3 separate regions of the Mus musculus genome follow, and regions 1 and 2 are each linked to region 3. Evidence: chromatin contacts called from public HiChIP or PLAC-seq data. All regions are on one chromosome and are shown on one strand. The core of a region is the stretch at or near the end of the contact, and the rest is flanking DNA. Distances in the headings are between cores, read along the strand shown. Region 1 has its middle 8.2 kb from the start of Gm6999. Region 2 has its middle 26 kb from the start of Gm10845. Region 3 holds the start of Pcdh8 (protocadherin 8).

Region 1 (2,700 bases), core at 175-2,674, 110 kb after region 3:
TTACCATCAGGGATGGGAAAGAAGCTCTGGACCAAGCCACACTTCGTTGACCATGGCAAGCAGACCCTTTGATTAGGAATGCCCTTTGTCAAGGCTTCTGCTGACCTCTCTTCTCCCACATTCCTTCAAGCCAAGGCCGCTCTCCACCTTTTGCTCCCCTGGAAGATTTCTCTGCGGCTGTCAGGTTGATCCAGAGCCCTATCTGGCACATCGGGAGGGATTGCTGCAGACAGAAAAATATTGAGCATCTTTCTCCTGGCTGACCCCTCACTCTCCTCCCCAGGAAAACCTCAGCAGATGTAGACAAGATTTTAATAGCTACATAAAAAGAAGTGCATGACAATCTCATTAGGGGAGGCATAATGGCCCGCCGGAGGATCTCAGAGAGGACAATATATCAATGTCTAGTTTGTTACGGCATTCCTAACGATGGCCGTTTGCCCCTCCTCATAATCACCCATTCATCACCCAATCGCCCCACTTCCAATAACACTTCACCCTCACTGGCCTGGGCCTCCCTTTGAGGCCGTCTACAATAGTTGACACCACTCTTTTAAGTGTGGCTAAATCAGGACCGGTAAGTGACAATCATAAAAAAGCAGTTAGCAGGCCACCCCATTGCTTGCTGTGCTATGGCACATTAGAACTCTTTTCTTTCCCAGCAGTCCCAGACCACACTTCATCCAAAACCTAACATCTGCGGGAGGTCAAGGCGGTGAGGCCCACGGGTAGGGGGAAGGATTTCCAACCATCTGCCCAGGAAAATGGAAGACTCTAAATGTTCTGCAGACCTTCCCTCTTCAAGTTATTTATAGTGGCCAAGGGTAAAGAGTAGTTATTAACGGTACCGGCCCATTGTCTTCTTCATGCAGTTCTGAGGACGATGGACATAATTAAACTCAAAGCTGAGTTCATTTTCCCCTTAGAGGCTTAAATGGCCTGAAGTCATTTCCCACTCTTTCCTTCCCACTTGTACTAGGTCTCCCGAGCTGTTGAAAAATTCAACATTCCTATAAACTACAGTACTTTGTAAAGGTCACACGCCAGTTAATCTGAACCCAGGGTCTGGAGCCCAGCGCACAGTAGCTGTGGCAGTAGGCTGTCCAGCCCAGTGATGTGGGGGCCAGCCGGTGGAGACTGGAGAGCTGCACAAGGCAGGATACAGAGCTCTTTAAATAATGCCCAGCATTTCCTGGACCAGCATGATATTTAAAGATTTTTGTTCCACCTGCCTGAGAAATATAGAGTCCAGCCGAGAGGCAAGAAAATGAATATGGATTTCTTGCCCTTTCGGTGTATCCACTCCAGAAAATAGCCATTTTCTTTCTTTCTTTTTCTTTTTTGCCGAGCTGGGAACTGCAGGCTTCAGGCAGCCACGATTACAATCATGCATCATGAATGAAATGTGCCATTTGGAGAAAATCAGCCACTCATTCCATTTCAAAACCCCACACAAATCAATAGTGCTAGCAGAGGTTCGGGGCCGAGCTGGATGCTGTGTTTAAACTAAAGCTCTTTCTCCACACACGTCGGGTACTCAGGGAAGCAGCCAGGGGTGGACTCTGTGCCTGGGCCTCAAACCAGAGCATTATCAGCCTCTAGAAGCTGGGTGAGTTCTGTACGTGAGGAGCAAGAGAGACTTTGTGCTGATGGCCGCAACACTGGGCTTTGATCGCAGAACACGCTTCCGTGCGTGAGTGCTGCTAGTACTAGATTTTTACCAAGTCATGCATGCAAAAGATTTATATGGAGTACCTGGAGAGAGGAGAACATCTGTGGTAGATGCAAGCCCTTCCTTCCCATAGCCTTCAGACGTCAACAAGGGAGCTAGAGATGTTACTGGACAATTATAATACAGTATAAATATGTACAACATTTTGGGATAAGGATATTCATCCTTTGACTTTCCATTTTCCTATGAAAGAAGTTTCCTCATTTTCCTATGAGGAAGTTTAAATAGCTTAAGTTTTCAAGGGCTTCTCCCATTCTGGGATACTAAGCAGTCAGTTGGGCAGGCAGACAAGTGAACATTTCTGCCTCACCTTGTTCCCAGTGCTTGATCCCCTTGTCCTAAAAAAGCATCAACTTAGCTACGGACAAAAGACTCACTTGAAGCCACAGCTGAGGTGCCAGATAAACATGGGCTTGAGGATAATTTGGCAGTTCGGAGTTCCCCGGGAGTTTAGAGGAGGGAGAGATGATTCAGAGCCTAGTCATTACCAGATACACTTTTCTCTGCACCGTCTTAACCATTCCCCTGGCTCCCATTACTCACATATGGACAAGACTCCTAAATCCACGTCTTCAGACTAGCTATTTCCCATGAGCCTCTCTCTTGGCCAATTTCTACTCCCCTTACATCTAAGCAAATGTAAGCAGCATTTGCTCTGAGAGGTTTCGGTCTTTGTGCCAAGTTAGATCTCCTCCCTGGTCCTTTGTGTATCCCGCTCTTTATTTTCACACCCATCCCAGCCATTCCAGCAAATGCATGTTTAATCAATCTCCCCCTTAAGGCTGCATTGTCCTCAAGGGAGAGACCATGTCTACTAAACTCACTGTTTTTTCTCTAGGTCCATCACAATGCTGGGAATTTTATCCATGTCGGCATGTACTTTCGAGCTGCTCTCTAATTCTTCTAGAGAATAAATGTATCTTCCTTTAACACTTTCAGACCATTTCACCTGGTTGGGTTAATCCCAG
Region 2 (2,700 bases), core at 106-2,605, 72 kb after region 3:
GCTGTCTCATGGAATCTTCAAGAAGATTGGCTCTGCAGCCATCCCTAATGGAGAGATGGCCAAGTCTCTTAGATAAAAATGGTGTGGTGTTTGCATATAAGCTCTGCATATCCTCCCTCACATTCTTACCTACCTTTATTTATTATATTGTGCCTATGTTTGCCTGTACATAGGTATGGAAGTGCACATAGGTGCCTAGGAAGGCCAGAAGAAGACATCGGATTCTGTGGACCTGGGGTTACAGATGGATGTGAGCTGTCTGACACAGATGCTGGCAACTGAACTCAGGTCCTTTGTAACCTGTTAAGTGCTCTTAACCACTGAGCAACCAACCCCTCTAGCCTTAGCCCCAAGCTTTTAATCACAGGCTATCCATAATATCCAACACCACACAAACAACATGTAAATATTTGTGTTTCTGTGGTACTTAAGATTAATGGCTAGAAAAAGACTTACGTATGTTCGGCACATACGCAGTTGTATTTCAAATATTTTCTGTTTGGCTGGCTACAGATGGAGAACTCTCAGACAACTGTTTCTGTTGGATAACTGCAGAGCTAGAGGTGATGCCTTTTTCTAGCCACTTTTGAGTCATAATAGCATACAGGACCGCGGGCTCCGGAAGGTCATTATCTCGAGAATACGTTTCTCAAAGAAGCAAATGAAAACAGGCTCTAAAGTACAGTCTTTCCGGAACTGTCGTGAGGCTTTTTGTCAGATGTTGAAAATCTAAACATTTCAAGATTTTAAAAAGGTAAGAGGTTCAAAATGACACTTGCAAGTATAGATCCAACAACTCCCCAAATGTTTCCCTTTTGTTACTGAGTCTGTTGGTTATCAGGTAGAGAGGCCCAGGGAGGCTCCCAGTGCAACCTAACTCATGTGTATTCTCTCATTCTATCTGACAAGATTAAAAGTGGAACTCTAGCTCATTGCCCCTTTCCCCACGGCCCTCCTGTCCCAGGACTTAAGCCCTTGCATCTGCTCCTTGGCTCTTCCCTTTCAGCAGACAGCCAGGACCTGGAAAGATCCCCGTGTTGCAAAGGCTGAGGTCCCCCAGTTAGAGGGACCAGATGGGACTATTGACTGCATGGAAGAGTGGAGAGTGCCATCCCTGGCTCTTACTCCTCCTTCACAATCCCTGTTGGATTTTCATACAAATTAAGTCTCTAGGGCCTTTTCTCTCTGCCCTTCCCCAGTGTGCTTTCCCAGACTTCAGGCTTTGTGTGCATTCGCAAGATACACACAGCAAAGGCAAAGCTCAGACTCCTGTTTGCTGTGAATCCTGTGTTCGGACCGGTCCCCGCAGCCCCACCCTGACGGCACAGCCTTCTCTTGTTGCCGAGCATCTCTCTAAGCCCTGGGAACAGGGCATGACAGCTAGCAGAGGGCGAGCAAACAGACGGGGAGCCGCTTTTAACACCATCTGCCACTTCCACCGAGGTCAATGGGATAAACCGATTTGCTAAACAAAATGGTTAACAACTCATGAATAAAAACTTGAAGAAAAATTCCGAAAGGGATTTCCACACTTTAGTTCGCTCTTCTCTGCCCCACCCAGGCCCCAAACTGCTCTGGAACATGCACTTTTCTCGGGTTCCAGTAGGGGGCAGCTGCCATTAGGCCTGAGAGAGAGAGAGAGCTCATTTATAAGACCTTTCTAAAATAACTCTGGTGAGATGCTCTTCTTCCACAGGGACAAGCCACCTGAGTGGTTATCAATACCAAGTGGTCAGTATGAAAAACATATGCATATAAACGCTACTAAATGGGCTCAGCAGGCTGTATTATTTATTTATCCATTTAGATATGTACCAATAACAGTGAAAGAAAAAGAAGCCATGATTTTTGAGAGAAGGGCACAGGAGGGGCTGGACGGTGGTGGGGCCAAGGGGAGTTAGATACATACATTTAGGGACTCTGGATGGGGTTTGAGTAATGATTATTTTTGAATATTTATCACATGTAAACATGTTCTTACGCAGTGGCGTTTGTGAACGTTTCTACCATTCTGGTGGTTGGGAACATTATGAACATATGATTGTATTTTTCCTCTTGTTTATTCCATTTTTTTGTTCCTGTATAATAATGATAGCAACATTGCCCTTAGAACAGCTTATTTATCCCTTCTACAGGTAATGGACATTTGGGTTGTTTCAAATTTTTTGGTAATCATGAATTGCACTATTCAGGTCATTTAGTCCATATTCCAGCACACATGCGTTCATGCTTCTGTAGAGCGAAGTTCTCAGCACGGAAACAAATGTCTTTAGTTTGACTGGATAATGTCCTACAGTGTCCCAGAGTGCAGGCTCTAAGAGGTTCCGATGAGCCCCGAATTCACCAATAGTTGTGTTTATCAGGTCTTTTGAAGGTAATGTGATTTCCTCACTCTCAGGCCAGTGAGTGGCAAGGACACCCTTGGTGCCTTCCACATGGTTCCCACAGCAAGGATCTGTGGTATTTCCCCTCAAACACAGATGACAGAAGCCAATGTCCCAGTGAGACATTCAGCTGCACTGAACACAACTGGAGATGGCTCCTCCCAGAGGGAGGAGATTTTCTATGATGCCAGATCTCCTTACCTCCCGTGGACTGCACAATCAGCGTTAACAATGGCAATTAGACTCAGTGCCATCTGGATGACCGGGGCAAGCAGGGAGGCATAGCTGCTGGCAGAAGGCAGAGGATGAGCCAGGG
Region 3 (2,700 bases), core at 30-2,529:
CCCCGGGGCGGCCAGAGGAGTGATAGAAATTTCAGGAGCGTTGTCGTTGACGTCTCGGATGCGCACGATAACCTTGCAGGTGGCTGTCCGGGGCCCTGGACCTCGGTCTTGAGCCCGCACGTCCAGCTCGTAGGTGTCCTGGCGCTCGTAGTCCACCTGCCCAGCCAAGGTGAGGCGGCCAGAGCGCGGGTCGAGCCGGAAGAGGTGGCGGGCTTCGGGAGGGGTGCGGGCGCCGAAGGTGAACACAACGTCGCCGTTGGGACCTTCGTCGGGATCGGCAGCGTCCAGGTCGAGCAGCAGCGATCCCACAGGTGCGTCCTCGGCCAATTCCACCTCTGCCACGGCACCCTGTGGGAAGGCCGGGCTGTGGTCATTGGCATCTAGCACACGCACGCTGAGGGCTGCTGTGGCGGAACGCGGCGGTCGCCCGCCATCCTGAGCCACCAGCTCCAGGCTGTAGGAGGCCTGGCTCTCGCGGTCCAACTCCTGTAGCAGCACCAGGTCCGCACACTGGGCACCGTCCGCGCGCGTCTGCAGCTCCACGCGGAAGGGGCTGTGAGGCTCGGCTAGGCGTACACTCTGCAGCCCGTTGGCACCCACGTCCTCGTCCACGGGCACCTCCAGGGGGATGCGTGTGCCTACCGGAGCGCTCTCTGAGACCTCCACCGGGATCTGGGCTCGGGGAAAGCGGGGCGCGTGGTCGTTTACATCCCTCACCTCCACCTCCACGTGCACCAGGCGGAACTGTTCCTGCGAGAAGCTGACAACATCGAAGGCCAGCACGCACTGTGGGGACGGGCCACACAGACGCTCACGGTCCAGGCCCGCATCCCCGACGGTCAGCTGCCCGTCGCCCTCGCGTACCCGGAGCAGAGAGCTGTTGAATTGCTTCATCAGGCGGAAGCTTGTGTCTCCAGACACTTTCATGTGCAGGTCTTCTGCAAGGGTTCCGATGACTGTGCCAGGGGCATCCTCTTCGAACGTGCTGTATCGGACTGTCTTGCTCTGGGCCACTGAGAGCACCCAGCAGAGACTAAATAGCTGCAAGGGGAAAAGGCAAGGGCTGCCCCAGCGCTTCGCAGGACTCATATCGCCAATCCCCAACTGCTATTCCGAAAGGCTAACCTAAAGAGTCTTCCCCGGCGTGCAGATCGGAGCGTGAGTCCCAGGCTCTGCGAGCCCCGTGCGGGAAAAGCTGCAGCTCCGGCTCGGGCTGGCTCGGAGGACGCGCAGACCCACCCTCACTCGGCGCCTCCGCCTCCTTTCCCTGGGCTGGAGCTGCGCTGGCGAGCGCCGCCTCCGTCTTTATAGCTGCCGATATGCAAATCACTGGAAGGGGCCAGCCAATGGTCGCTTAGCCACAGCGCCGCTCCTCCGCCAACCACCGACAATCCCTTTAATGTGGAAAGGCTTAGAGGAGAAAACAGGGAAGGAAAATGAGGGAATCTTTCCTTTGTTTTAAAAACTCCTGCTCCCATTTTCTGTTAGCACCTTGCTTGCAATGAGTTAGCACTGGGCTCTGAAGTAAACGAAGCTGATGATTTTTGGAAATTGGGTGCCAGGCACCCGGTCTCTTCTGCCCGCCGCTGCGGGTACTAAGCCCGAACAAGCTGGGTTTCTCTTCAGAAGCTCCGGGTCTCACATCCTACCCCCCATCCGCCCCTTTATTTTGCATTTTAAAGGCTTCAAAACTTGCTCTGGGGAGCGAGGCTCTCTGTTCGCCTCCTCCCTCAGCTTCCCACCGGTGTGGGGAATAACCTGTCGATGAAGAAGAGTGAAGGGTAGAGCAAAACTGATTTTATTCACATTTGTGTACGCAATTGTGTTTTGCTCGTGTGAGCACCGGTGCCACTTGCCTTTCAGAAAAGAGCCCTGCGATACACGTTAGTATGCATGTCACTGTTCAAATGGCTTCCTTAAGCCCTAGGTGCTAGCAGGCAAGGAAAAATAAAGTTCCAAATAGGATTTAGCATAAGCTTGAGGAGATTTGGAAAGGTTTCAAAGATCAGACTGTATCAAAGGCTTATGAAGCCCTCGTTAGTAGTGGAAATAGAATGGCGTGGCAGGCGATCCCATTGGAGGCCCCGATGTCTGTATTATTTCACTATGACAAGCTAGAGGGGGAGAGAAAGTTGAACAGTTTCCACAGTAGAGTTGGGCTAACTTGAATATAATGAGCAAACGCCACATGTCTCCATTATGCCTCTCTATTCACCCTCAATCCGTGCCATAACTCTCAGGCTAAACGGTGATGGGCGCTGAATCCCACACAATACCGGGTTCCTACTAAAGTGCATTTAGAGATCGTTTTCCTCCTGATGCCTTGTTCCGCCTATTTAGAGGATTTGCTTTCTGTTCTAATAGGGCCTCTCTGGAAGCAACACTCGCCCTGTTCCAGAAGAACAAAATCACAGCGTGACGTTGAAACCTGGCAGGAACCTGGGGTAACTTAGCCATCTGCCTATGAAACCGTAGAACTTCAGCATTACCACTTTCCCTGGCTGGGGTCCTCGAGATGCCTCCGTAGGTATCCAGGTATCTCCACTCCCGGAGCTGAAGGACAGGTTGTGCCAACCTGGAACAAGACTGATTCTTATTGATTCTTACCGAAGGACTCTATTGAACAGGCGATGTAAATACACAGGAAGAAGGGAGAGTTACAAACACAAGTCACACACTTGGAGAAATAAAGACAATGAG

What was found. HiChIP or PLAC-seq counts read pairs in DNA pulled down with a chosen protein or histone mark.
Region 1: a contact with region 3 is called in an H3K4me3 HiChIP or PLAC-seq map of neural tube, with 2.3 times the contacts expected there. The contact joins the enhancer-like site here to the promoter of Pcdh8 in region 3. A contact is called at or near these places in 5 of 39 promoter capture datasets (HPC-7-derived erythroid cells, Sertoli cells, cranial neural crest and 2 more), 1 of 15 datasets of contacts at CTCF or cohesin (embryonic stem cells), 2 of 484 Hi-C or Micro-C datasets (embryonic stem cells and nephron progenitors), 8 of 115 datasets of contacts at active chromatin or transcription factors (embryonic forebrain, embryonic hindbrain, embryonic midbrain and 4 more) and 3 of 9 other capture datasets (adipose tissue, embryonic stem cells and pancreatic islet).
Region 2: a contact with region 3 is called in an H3K4me3 HiChIP or PLAC-seq map of embryonic midbrain, with 2.8 times the contacts expected there. The contact joins the enhancer-like site here to the promoter of Pcdh8 in region 3. A contact is called at or near these places in 2 of 39 promoter capture datasets (cranial neural crest and hippocampal neurons), 1 of 484 Hi-C or Micro-C datasets (nephron progenitors) and 7 of 115 datasets of contacts at active chromatin or transcription factors (embryonic forebrain, embryonic hindbrain, embryonic midbrain and 4 more).

Annotation. Positions count from the first base shown.
Region 1 is chr14:79,881,412-79,884,111 of GRCm38.p6, forward strand. No RefSeq gene overlaps it. Among named protein-coding and RNA genes, the nearest start is that of Gm6999, 8.2 kb to the right of the region's middle. Within about 2 kb of position 1,425, at least 11 of the 459 cell types and tissues checked have an H3K27ac peak or open chromatin away from gene starts, as enhancers often do. A contact at or near this core is called in neural tube, where this site is marked.
Region 2 is chr14:79,841,861-79,844,560 of GRCm38.p6, forward strand. No RefSeq gene overlaps it. Among named protein-coding and RNA genes, the nearest start is that of Gm10845, 26 kb to the right of the region's middle. Within about 2 kb of position 1,356, at least 17 of the 459 cell types and tissues checked have an H3K27ac peak or open chromatin away from gene starts, as enhancers often do. A contact at or near this core is called in hippocampal neurons, where this site is marked.
Region 3 is chr14:79,770,033-79,772,732 of GRCm38.p6, forward strand. It overlaps Pcdh8 (protocadherin 8), which reads right to left and starts at 1,280. Exons shown (of 3, transcript NM_021543.4): 1 at 1-1,280. The coding sequence starts at 1,089. Gm9748 (predicted gene 9748) reads left to right here. Exons shown (of 2, transcript NR_154550.1): 1 at 1-169; 2 at 2,365-2,700.